2 separate regions of the Anas platyrhynchos genome follow, and region 1 is linked to region 2. The links are chromatin contacts, called in public Hi-C maps. All regions are on one chromosome and are shown on one strand. The core of a region is the stretch at or near the end of the contact, and the rest is flanking DNA. Distances in the headings are between cores, read along the strand shown.

What was found. A called contact is a pair of places that touch in the nucleus more often than the background predicts.
Region 1: a contact with region 2 is called in a Hi-C map of liver, with 2.2 times the contacts expected there. The contact joins the enhancer-like site here to the promoter of GSK3B in region 2. A contact is called at or near these places in 2 of 8 Hi-C or Micro-C datasets (liver and skeletal muscle).

The regions. Positions count from the first base shown.
Region 1 is chr1:84,737,964-84,742,531 of IASCAAS_PekinDuck_T2T, forward strand. All of the region lies in intron 2 of GSK3B (glycogen synthase kinase 3 beta), which reads left to right. Among named protein-coding and RNA genes, the nearest start is that of GSK3B, 64 kb to the left of the region's middle. Within about 2 kb of position 1,343, at least 2 of the 8 cell types and tissues checked have an H3K27ac peak or open chromatin away from gene starts, as enhancers often do.
Region 2 is chr1:84,673,791-84,678,964 of IASCAAS_PekinDuck_T2T, forward strand. GSK3B (glycogen synthase kinase 3 beta) reads left to right here and starts at 2,744. Exons shown (of 11, transcript XM_027449649.3): 1 at 2,744-3,627. The coding sequence starts at 3,540. It overlaps LOC113842406 (a long non-coding RNA gene), which reads right to left and starts at 2,407. Exons shown (of 5, transcript XR_011812301.1): 1 at 348-2,407.

The DNA of each region.
Region 1 (4,568 bases), core at 93-2,592, 63 kb after region 2:
GATCTCTCTCATGTACATTTGATAGTTCAGTGCTTCAGAATACGGAACTGGGCAGAGTAAAACATACGCTGTGGCTTCCTGGAAAAACACCTTTGTGTGGGTTGTTCTGTATGCTACAGGTAAATCCAAGTGAATTTTTAACAATGCAGCATTATGAAGTGCCAAGACTGAGAGAAGACCTTCCTTGCTGTTCCTGCAGTTCACTGACTTAGTCATCACAGAGCTTTTCCCTTCTGTAACCAGTGAGGCAAGGGTCTGAAAGATGAGCCTCCTCTCCTTACCCAGCACCAGCTCATCCCCACAGCACGTCGTTTCTACGTGGGAGACCTTCAGGCAGTCACCTAGCAGAGGCTAGATCACGTGTATGCGTAAGGGTTGGGATGAGGTGGTGCAATACAATATCAAAAGGAGTGGTGTTAACTTCTCTCGTGCCTTGTGGTTGGTGGGTTATCAGGAGCAACAAGGCTTTGGCCATCAGCATTTGGCAGAGAAGGAACTGCTAAGCTCTCTCTTAGCAGTATTTTGTAGGCCTCTGATAAATTGGGTAAAAGTAACATTCGCAGAGCCGGGGAGAGGCATTTCCATGCCACAAATTTTGGAAGGAGAAAGCTGTCTCTTAAATGTTTGTAAGAATTGTTACTAATAGGAACTGTAAAGGTAGAACATGCTTCTAATTTCCCTGAGAAGGTTGACATGAGAAACAAAAACCATGAATGATTGTCTCCTGAACAATGGAAAATGAGATCTTAGAGTGGGAAGTACACGGCAGCAAGGTCAGTGCAGGGTTTTGCAACTTGCACCGGTGATAACAGCGAATTTTTTTGTGAAGTTACCTCATGAGAATCTCCTCTTATGTTGTAGGATAAACACGAGAGGATGCGTTGTCCATTGAAAAGGTGGCGGGTGGTTTAGGAAACGCTTCCCTACGTGATCGATGTGACTGACCACTGCACAACGTCACAACGTTACTGAGGCTCCGTGCTTCGCAAATACATTTTTGAAAATAGCTAACAGGCTTCGTATGGGAAGTTAAACATCTGTGCCTTCAGGTTTTAGGGTCCCAGGTGACTGGGAACTACTTCGCGTCTTCCTTGGAAGCATCAGATCTGATAGATGATGTTGATGTGGTGCCCAGGTTGTCTTTGTTTCCTTAGCCTCTTATCAGCGAGGCCAGCCAGCAGAGGCCTGACAGACCAGGAGATGAAGGCCCAGCAGGTGGGATGAGCCTGGGGCTCGTGTCCTGCCCTGCCACAGCTTGCAGCCCGCTGTCAGCGCCGAGCTTGCCGTGTGGGAAGCGTGGAGCTGGTGAGTCAGGCGGCGTCTGACGCGCCGCGCGCTCCCCGGCCTGGCCGCAGGGCAGGGACCTGGGCGTGGGGAGCCGGAGCGGCTGCCGGCCGTGAATCAGGGCCTGTAGGCTGCCCGGCCCTTGCAACACCCCGCTCAGACATGGCTTGTGACACTCGCCCCGGGGCAGGCTTAAATTCGGAGCCTCCTCCTCACGCTCAGGAGGAAAGGAAGCAGCCGAGCTGATCGACTTCCTGCCTTTGTTGCTCCGGCTCTGTGGACCGGGCCCTTGGGGGATTTTGAACTTGGGTTCCTATCGGGTGATGGTGTAGGAAGCGTGCTGCTCCACGTTGGGAGTGATGGGGCAAAGCATTTCTACCTGCTCCTTGCTTTCTGTGTAGTGCACAGTGGCGAATCTACCCGTGGCACTTCTAACTCTTCTTATAAAAAGCACACTTTGCTATGCAAGTAGTCAACGAAAGCTATTCCTCATCTCCATATGGCCTCTTCTGGGGGAATTTAGACTAGAAGTGAATGCGAAGGTTTCCTAATATTTGCATTTCAGTGCCACACTACCCTTTCACCTAAGGAAATGATTTCTTGAAAAATGCGACAGCTGGAAGGGCGCTAGTGCTGACTCAGGGGAAAAAAAAATCCAAAGCCAGAAATCTGATAACCCATTTTTACCAAACATGAATGCTAACTTGTCTAGGAGCTTGTAGTGGATTTGTACTTTGACATAGTTGGCTTTCTCTTTGACGTGATAGATCTCTCGCATCCAGCAAAAGGTCAACCCATGGAATTGTTTCACAGCTACAGGAGGAATGTGCTGCTGCTGTTTAGGATGAAAAATACATATTTGAGGAAGCTTGAATTGCTTTTGTGTATAAAACTACAAAGAACCGGTTTTGAAATGGTCTTATATACACATTGCTGCTATCTAAGATTTGGTAGGGTGTGTACTATCTTAGGCACGCTTATCTCAGACCTGATACTCACGGGTGGAGGTTTAAAATATAGCGGTAACAAGTGCCGGGGCTTGCTGATGACAAATTTACCAAACGAGGAGCTGGGGAACCCTCCAGGAGTTTGGGAGAAGAGCTGTTTTGTGTATGTGTGTGAGGCACAGGCTCTTAAGTCCCTGTTTTAGGTTCAGTGCTGGAGCGGTGACCTGGTTTCCCCCCGGAGGAGGAGCTGCCCAGTCTCCCTTTGAGTTGAGCGGCGAGTGGTTAACCTTTCCAAAGCTCGGTCATCTGGGAGCTCATTATTAAGACTCGCGCTTCTGAAAGATTTAATTCTGCTTGGCAAATAATCATCTGAAGGCAGCTAATTCCACTCACCAGTTAAACTCTCCCTCTCTGCTGTCAGCTCGGTCTTCACCCCTTGCTTCCCGTTCTTGCGTCCTTGGGTTTGGATGCTTCCTCCAAGTTCTTAGGGAGTCAGAAACTTTCATTTGGGTTGAAGCTTAAAACCCCTAATCGCTTCTCCTATCAGGCATCTTCTGCTGTGTAGAAATAGTCTGAGACAAAGGACAAGTAAACACTGGAGGCAGCACTTACCTGTTCCCAAAAAAATAAAAAAAAAAACAACGACCATGAGAATTTTTTTGTTTTGCAAGTCCTTTGCAATCTGTTTGCATGCAGCGTCTGCTGCATCATAGGTAAGCGAAGGCCAAGAGTAATAAAACATTTCATTAATGTTTAATAGCATAGTGATTAGCAACTCAGCAAATGTCTTATGCCCGTGGGAGATTGAAACTTATTTGATTAATAGATTAATTGCAACCTGTTCCGGTTGTGATTGCAGGTGTAACTTGCCGTGGATGTTGCAGACTCCCTGAGGACTGATGGTATAGGCATGCTTACGTTTTGTTTCTTCTCCTGGTCGAAGAGTTAAAAATCAAAATATGAGAAAAATCCACGACCTGCTCCTGCGAAAGGAAGATGATTTTTACCATCCGTTTTTCAACAAGAGTTGCTCTGTGCTATCTCAGAAAAAGAATGGCTATTATCCCTGAAAGCATAGGGCTGCCTTTCAGAAAGTGCGTTCTCTTTCAATTATTCTCCTTCCTGCACTTTCTTATTTCAGTGTTATAATGGGCTTGAACCAGCTCTCTGAATTCCAGAGCTAGCTCTATTTTGCCCACTTTTATCGGGGGTACGCTGTAATTTCTGCTGCATCACCCCTGGCAGGGCACAATAGGCGCTGCAGGATTGAAACGTAGAACTCAGCCGTTCATCAGGTCACAACATTTGAAACAACCACTTGAAAATGATTAATTGAATTTCAGGTTGTGGTCTAAAAGGGACACGGGGCTGTAAATCAGTTTCTGTTCCAAGTTCAGTCTCGAGCTTCCTGAGCTGGCAGGAATTTAGAAATGGTATTAAAGCCTCGGAGAGGCTCTCAAACTCCGCTCCCATTCAGAGGGGGCCGCAAGGAGCTAACGAAGAATTTGGCTTCTGCCCTTCAATTAACCGCTGAGATGCGGGCAGGAAGTGAAGGAAGAGTCAGAATATTTCTTCTGTTCTCCCAAGGGACTGAGGCCTGTTGTGTGCTCTCTGAAGAACAAAAACAAGCCGTTTCTGTTTCTACTCGCAGGAAAAAGTGCAACAGCCAGCTAAGGCTGAAGCTCTCCATCTAGGGACTGTCCTGTGCTGGCAAGAGCAGGCTGGAGATGACATGAAATGGTACCCTGAGACGCAGGAGGGGTGCATGGGGCAATGGGCGGGCTGACCCTTTGCAAGGAGGGATGCAATGCTGGAGTTTTTCAGGGGGCAGTAATGCAGTGAAAATACCGAGCAGGGTGGCAGCAAGGTGCATGTTGGTGTCTCAGCTTTTCATCCAGCGTGCTTTCTGGCAGCTCCCTCATAACCACGTGGTGGAGGGGTAATCCTCCTGATTTTTGGCAGGTCGATGAAATCTAGCCTGTATTTAAGGCACCTGGGCTGCTTTTTGCTTCTTCAGTTTCCATCGGGCTGCGGTAAATCCTGGGCTTGCACGCCTTGCCCAATCACCCGTGGACCAGCACTAACGGGGGCTGGTGGTTGTGGCAGAAGGGTTTCTTTTGAACCTAGGTCTGCCCGTGTTGGAAATCGGCTGTGACCAGCAGGAAGAGGAAGGCTGGGGGATTGCCTTAATCCACGCCTGAAATGTAAGGGAGGAAAGCTGTGATCCCTGCTGGCGTCTCTCACTGCTTGAAATTGCTTGACCACAAAATGGGCTTGTGATGGATGGCTAGCTACTGATGGCTGGCATGGGCAGATCCCATCATCTGTCTGTAGAAG
Region 2 (5,174 bases), core at 1,494-3,993:
ATCAACTTGCAGACTCATCATAAAGGACGTTTCTCAAATAGATACCGTTAGGATAAATTTCGCATCGGTGTGATTCGTATTTACTGCTATCACAGAGTTCCCCCTACCCATGCTATTTTTCAGACCATCCACGCACTTTGTCATGTAATAATGCTCAAGCATCTCTCTTATAGTCGGTGCCAGCGTTTACGTAGCTATTAGAAAGAACTTCATCAGAAAATTAGAAAATTTGATTTGTGTTGGCATCAAATGCTCGAGGCCAATAAATAAATCCAATTTCAAGCGCAACTCTACAAGACGACTGGAATGCCTGGTGGTGCATTTCAGGTGGAGGAAAGTTGTTTTACCAAAAGAGGCAAAAACTTCTGGTCCTTCTGGTGGTTGGTGGTTTATTGAGTTTGTATCTCAGGGACATTTGATAAAGCGGTGAATCAGAGCAGATCCAACATGACGAGTGCGGCGTGGTTACTGTCACTTCAGGCTGTTCAGCCCCTGTGAGGGCGCAGCACTCAGCTTCCAGTTTCCCAGCTGCACAGTGAGTCAGACCTTAAACAATGCAAAGTCCTTTGTAGTAGGTGAAATCATTCATCATTTATCAGGCAGGGAAAAGGTTTCCAGAAGATCAAGCGCCCCGGGGTGAGCGCTGTGGTGCCGAACAGGACCGTTTGGAGAGACTGAGCTGGTTTTCTGCTTCGGAACAAAGCTGTTGTACAGGGTAAATCTCAGCTGCCTTTGGCCAGGTCTTTCATTGCTCACATAGCAGCGTTGCTTGGAATGGGACACAAGAAGAAAAAAAAAAAAGGATAAACAGGCAATATTTTGATGCCTTGAAAAGAAAGCAGCAGCTCTTAGACTCTAGCGCTGGCAAAAAGTGCTGCTGCTGGTCCAAGTTACTTTGCCTGTGGTATGAACTACTCTGGCGAGAACATTTTTTTTTTGTTTTTCCCTTTAAGCAAGCCGTACCCAACGTTCGCAGAGGGCTGCTGAGTAACGTTACCGAGGTCAGGGCAGGGAGCAGCTCTGCCAGGCGAGCTGCCCCACGGATATTGCAGAGCCCCGCAGAAGTACGGGCTCTTCCAGAAGTCACAAGGACGGCCTGGACGCCGGCCAGGGCCAAGCAAAATCCACCGGTGGTGGCACCAAGACCTGGGTACGAAGGCCGTTCTAGCGGCTCCGATATAAGCCGCGTTTCCTAAAATTTGCGAGGGAGAGCTGAAGGGGGAGAACTTTGTGAGCCTGTGCCTCGTGCCCCTTCCCTCGGGCCGGTTCCTGCAGTGGGTTTATCACCCTCTGCTCCTCACGAGGCGATGGGCGCAGCGCTCGTTCCTTTCCGCAGCCACGCCGCTTCGCCCAACAGCAGCCATCTGTCCAAAATCTTGTATTTCACGTTAAAAGGAACAAAACCTTGCGTTTTTAATGGGAATAATCACACCTTTGTGCTTCCCGGGGAAGCTTCCCAGAGAAGCAGCCCCTGATGGCCGCGAGGTCACTGAGGGGGGTACCCCATGGAATGGGCTGGGGGCAAACAGGAGCTCAGGGCCCTAACGGCTGCAACGGTTTTAACGGCTGTAACGGGATGGGTAACGGTTTTAACGGTTGTAACGGCCGCAACGGGCCAGGTAACGGTTGTTAATGGCTGTAATGGGGTGGGTAACGGGTTTTAACGGTTGTAACGGCCGTAACAGGCTGGGCAATGGTTGTAATGGTGGTTAATGGCTGTATGAGGCTGGGTAACATTTGTAACAGATGTAACCGGCCGGGTAACGGTTTTAACGGTTGTTAAGGGCTGTAACGGGCCGGGTAACGGTTGTAACGGTTGCACCGGGGGCTGCCCCGCCCTGAGGCGACAGGCCGTGAGGAGGGCTGCCTCAAACAGGCATTACCGGCCCCGGAGCCGTTTGGACACCGCTCTCTGGGAGCCGTGGCGGCCACGCCGGCTCCCAAGGGCGGCTCCCGGTCCCGGTGCCCCCCCCCCCAGGCACGGCCCCGGCCTCAGGGCGGCGCCGAGCCCGCCCCGCCGCACTGCGCATGCGCGCGGCCCGCCCTGCGCAGCCGGTGAGGTCATAAAGGTGAGCGAGGCGGCGCGCGAGGCCCCACCGCGGCGAAGCGTGGCCCGGCAGGCCCCGCCCCCTGCGCACCTCGCCCAATGGGAGCGGGCGCTGCCCGCCGGTGCCGCCCGCGGATTGGTCGGCGGCAGACAGCTGGCTGGCGTCTTCGGGCCGCCTCATCGCCCCCAGCCAATGGCAGCGCGCCGCCGCGGCAGCCAATCAGAGCCCGCGGCCGCTCTCCGCCCAGGGGCTGCGGCCCGAGGCCGTCGCAGGGCCGTGTAACCGCGGCCGCTGATTGGCCGCGCCGCTTCGGCTCCCTTCGGCTCCTCCCGGAAGAGCCGGCCTCCTCCTATTGGCTGCCGGACCGCGCTGCTAGGGCGGCGGCGCCGCTCCGCCATTGGCCCGCTGCCTGGCTTCGGGCGGGCTCGGCCGCGCCCGATTGGCTCCGAGCCGCCACAGCCGTCCCCGGAGCGGCCTCGCCATTGGCTCCGAGCACGCTCGGCTGTTTCCGTGACGGGGAGGGGAGGGGGGGGTTGCGAGGAGCGCGTCGGCCCCTTCGGCTGCCTATTCACAGCCGGCGCCTACGCCCGTTGCGCAGCGTAAGGCAGCGGCGCGCATAGGCGGCTGCGCTGAATTCGCAGGCTCGGCGTAAGCGGCAGCAGCGCGCTGAGGGCAACGAGCCGCCGCCTCCGCCGCCATGGCCCGCCCCGCCGCCGCCGGCCGGCCCCGTCGCCGCGCGGGGGCCGTGAGGAGCCGCCCGGCCGCCACCGGCACCGCCTGAGCGCCGCCGTCAGGGGAGAGGCCCCGCCGCCCGGCCGCATCACCGCGCCGCCCGCCGCGGATCCCTCCGCCGCCGCTGTTGGATTCCCTGGGCGAGCGGCCGCAGCACCGCCTCCCCGCCGGGACGATCCCTCCGCCTGAGGGGGGGGGGGGGGAGGAGGAGGAGGAGAAGTAGTCCCCGCTGCTCCCGCGGAGGAGACGGGAGGGGGTTGAGAAACAAAATAGGGAGGATAAGGGTAAAAGGGGGAGGAAAGAGAAAAAACAGGAGGAGAAAGGAAGGAAGGAAGAGCAGCCGAGGCCGCCCCGAGCCTCCGCCCCATGTGACTGGCGCTGAGGGTGGGGGCAGCGAGGCCTAGCGCAGCCCCGCGGCGGGCGGGCGGGGGCGGCTCCGGCAGCCGGGGCGCTGCGGGGAGAAAGGAAAAAAAAAAAAAAAAAAAGAAAAAGGGGGGGGAAATGGCGCTGTGAGGGGACGCACGGAGCCACAGACGGAGCGACAGAGCGACCACAGGGGAAGGGATCGGGTCCCCCCCCCCCCCCCCCTCCGTGAGGGGCCGCCGTTGATGAGGCAGGGCTCGCCCTGAGCCACGGGAGAGGGCCCTGAGGAGGAGGAGGAGGAGGAGGAGGAGGAGGGAGGAAGAGCAGCAGCAGCAGCAGGAGGAGGAGGAGGAGGAGGAGGAGGAGGAGGGAGAGGCGCAGCCGCAGCCCGAGACCATGTCCGGGCGGCCCAGGACCACGTCCTTCGCGGAGAGCTGCAAGCCGGTGCAGCAGCCCTCGGCCTTCGGCAGCATGAAAGTCAGCCGTGAGTATCGGGGGGAAGCCCGGCAGGGGGGCTCACACACCACGCAGACCCCAAAAAAGACGCCCTGCCCCCGGCCTCGGCCCCTCTGCCCGCTGGCAGCCCTTCCCTTTGTCAAGCGGGCTCCCAGGGCCGGGGTTTTGTCTGTGTGGCTGTGCCTCCCCCCCCCTCCTTTCCCCTCTTTCCCCCCTTCCCCGAAATGAATGACGGGCAGGCAGGTGCCCCCCCTTGCTCCCCATCCCCCTATATATATATATTTATATTTATAAATTTCCCCTTTTTCCATTTTTTTTCCCCCTCTTCTCTCCCAACGCCCTGAGATCTCGGGTGTGAGCACCTCCTAGTCCAGCCCATTTTTAAAAAAAAAAAAAAAAAGGTGGTGGTGGTGAAGGGGGGGGGGAAGGAGGGGTACAAAAGGTGCCTCTTTCGCGATTCAGGCAGCGCTAAAAACACTCGATAACGCCAAAAATAAGAAACATCCTCCCCGCCGCATGTGAGTATACCGAGGGGTTATTCCCAGCCTTACCCAGCTGGCTGCTCGGGGGAATATTGTTGGGAGCCAGGCCTAGGCTTTATGCCACACGGGCACGCTGGGGGTTGGCAGAGTGTGGGGTGGGTGCCCACCCTTTGGATCCCCCCACCCCAACCCCTCCAGCCAGGGGGAGATGGGGCTGTTTTTTAATTAATGGCATCTCGGCAAAGCAGCGGCGTGAAAGGGGGGAAAAAGGCCCTGCTCTGAGTCGCCAAAGAGGAGCACCGGGGTTATAATAGGAAACGTCTTGGCTCCTCATTTGAATGCGAATCCGGATCGCTGCCCGTCGGTGCTGCCGGCCTGGTTTGCGAGGGATATTTCCCCGTTTTTTTTCTGCTGGAAATGGAGGCTGGGGGGCTTGATGGGAGCTGGAGGGCTCGCCGTGCGGTGCCGTTTGGTCGATCCCTTCGGTGCTTGCCCGTAGCCACACCTGACACGGTGCTTGATATTGTTCGAGGCGCTTCGTGCCGGGGCTCCGCGTGCCCCTGGGCTTTTTGACAGATCGGGATTTCTCACGGGTTTCTCTGCGCCGAAATGTCTTCCGCTGCGGGAGAAGCCTCAAACAGGGCGCCGGGCTTGGCTGGGGGCTGTCGCCTGCCTTGGATCCGCATGATCGGGGCGCCTGCAGCACTTAAAAAAAAAAAACCAGGGAGTGCAGTTAACCCGTATTATTAGCAGATCCAGCTTTTCACGCGCGTTTGGGGTCTTGATTTCCGTGGGGGAAAAGCCGTGGGCGACTCCATTTTAATGTATCGATCCACTTGATGTGCGTGCGGAACGAGGAGCGGGTTTTGTTGGCCGGGCTTTCTGCAGGTGGCCGCCTAATCCAAGCGAGACCTAGCCCTGTCATGCCCGGCAACTAAATTTGTCTGATTCAAGCTCTCCGCAGCTTGGTTCTTGAAAGGTCACTGATGCTCCTTTCCCGTTTATTCGAGGTCAGAGCCCAGACAGATGCTTGCCTGCGAAGAGAGTGCTAACTGATGCAGACTAACAAGTTTGCAAATATGATTCAATCCCC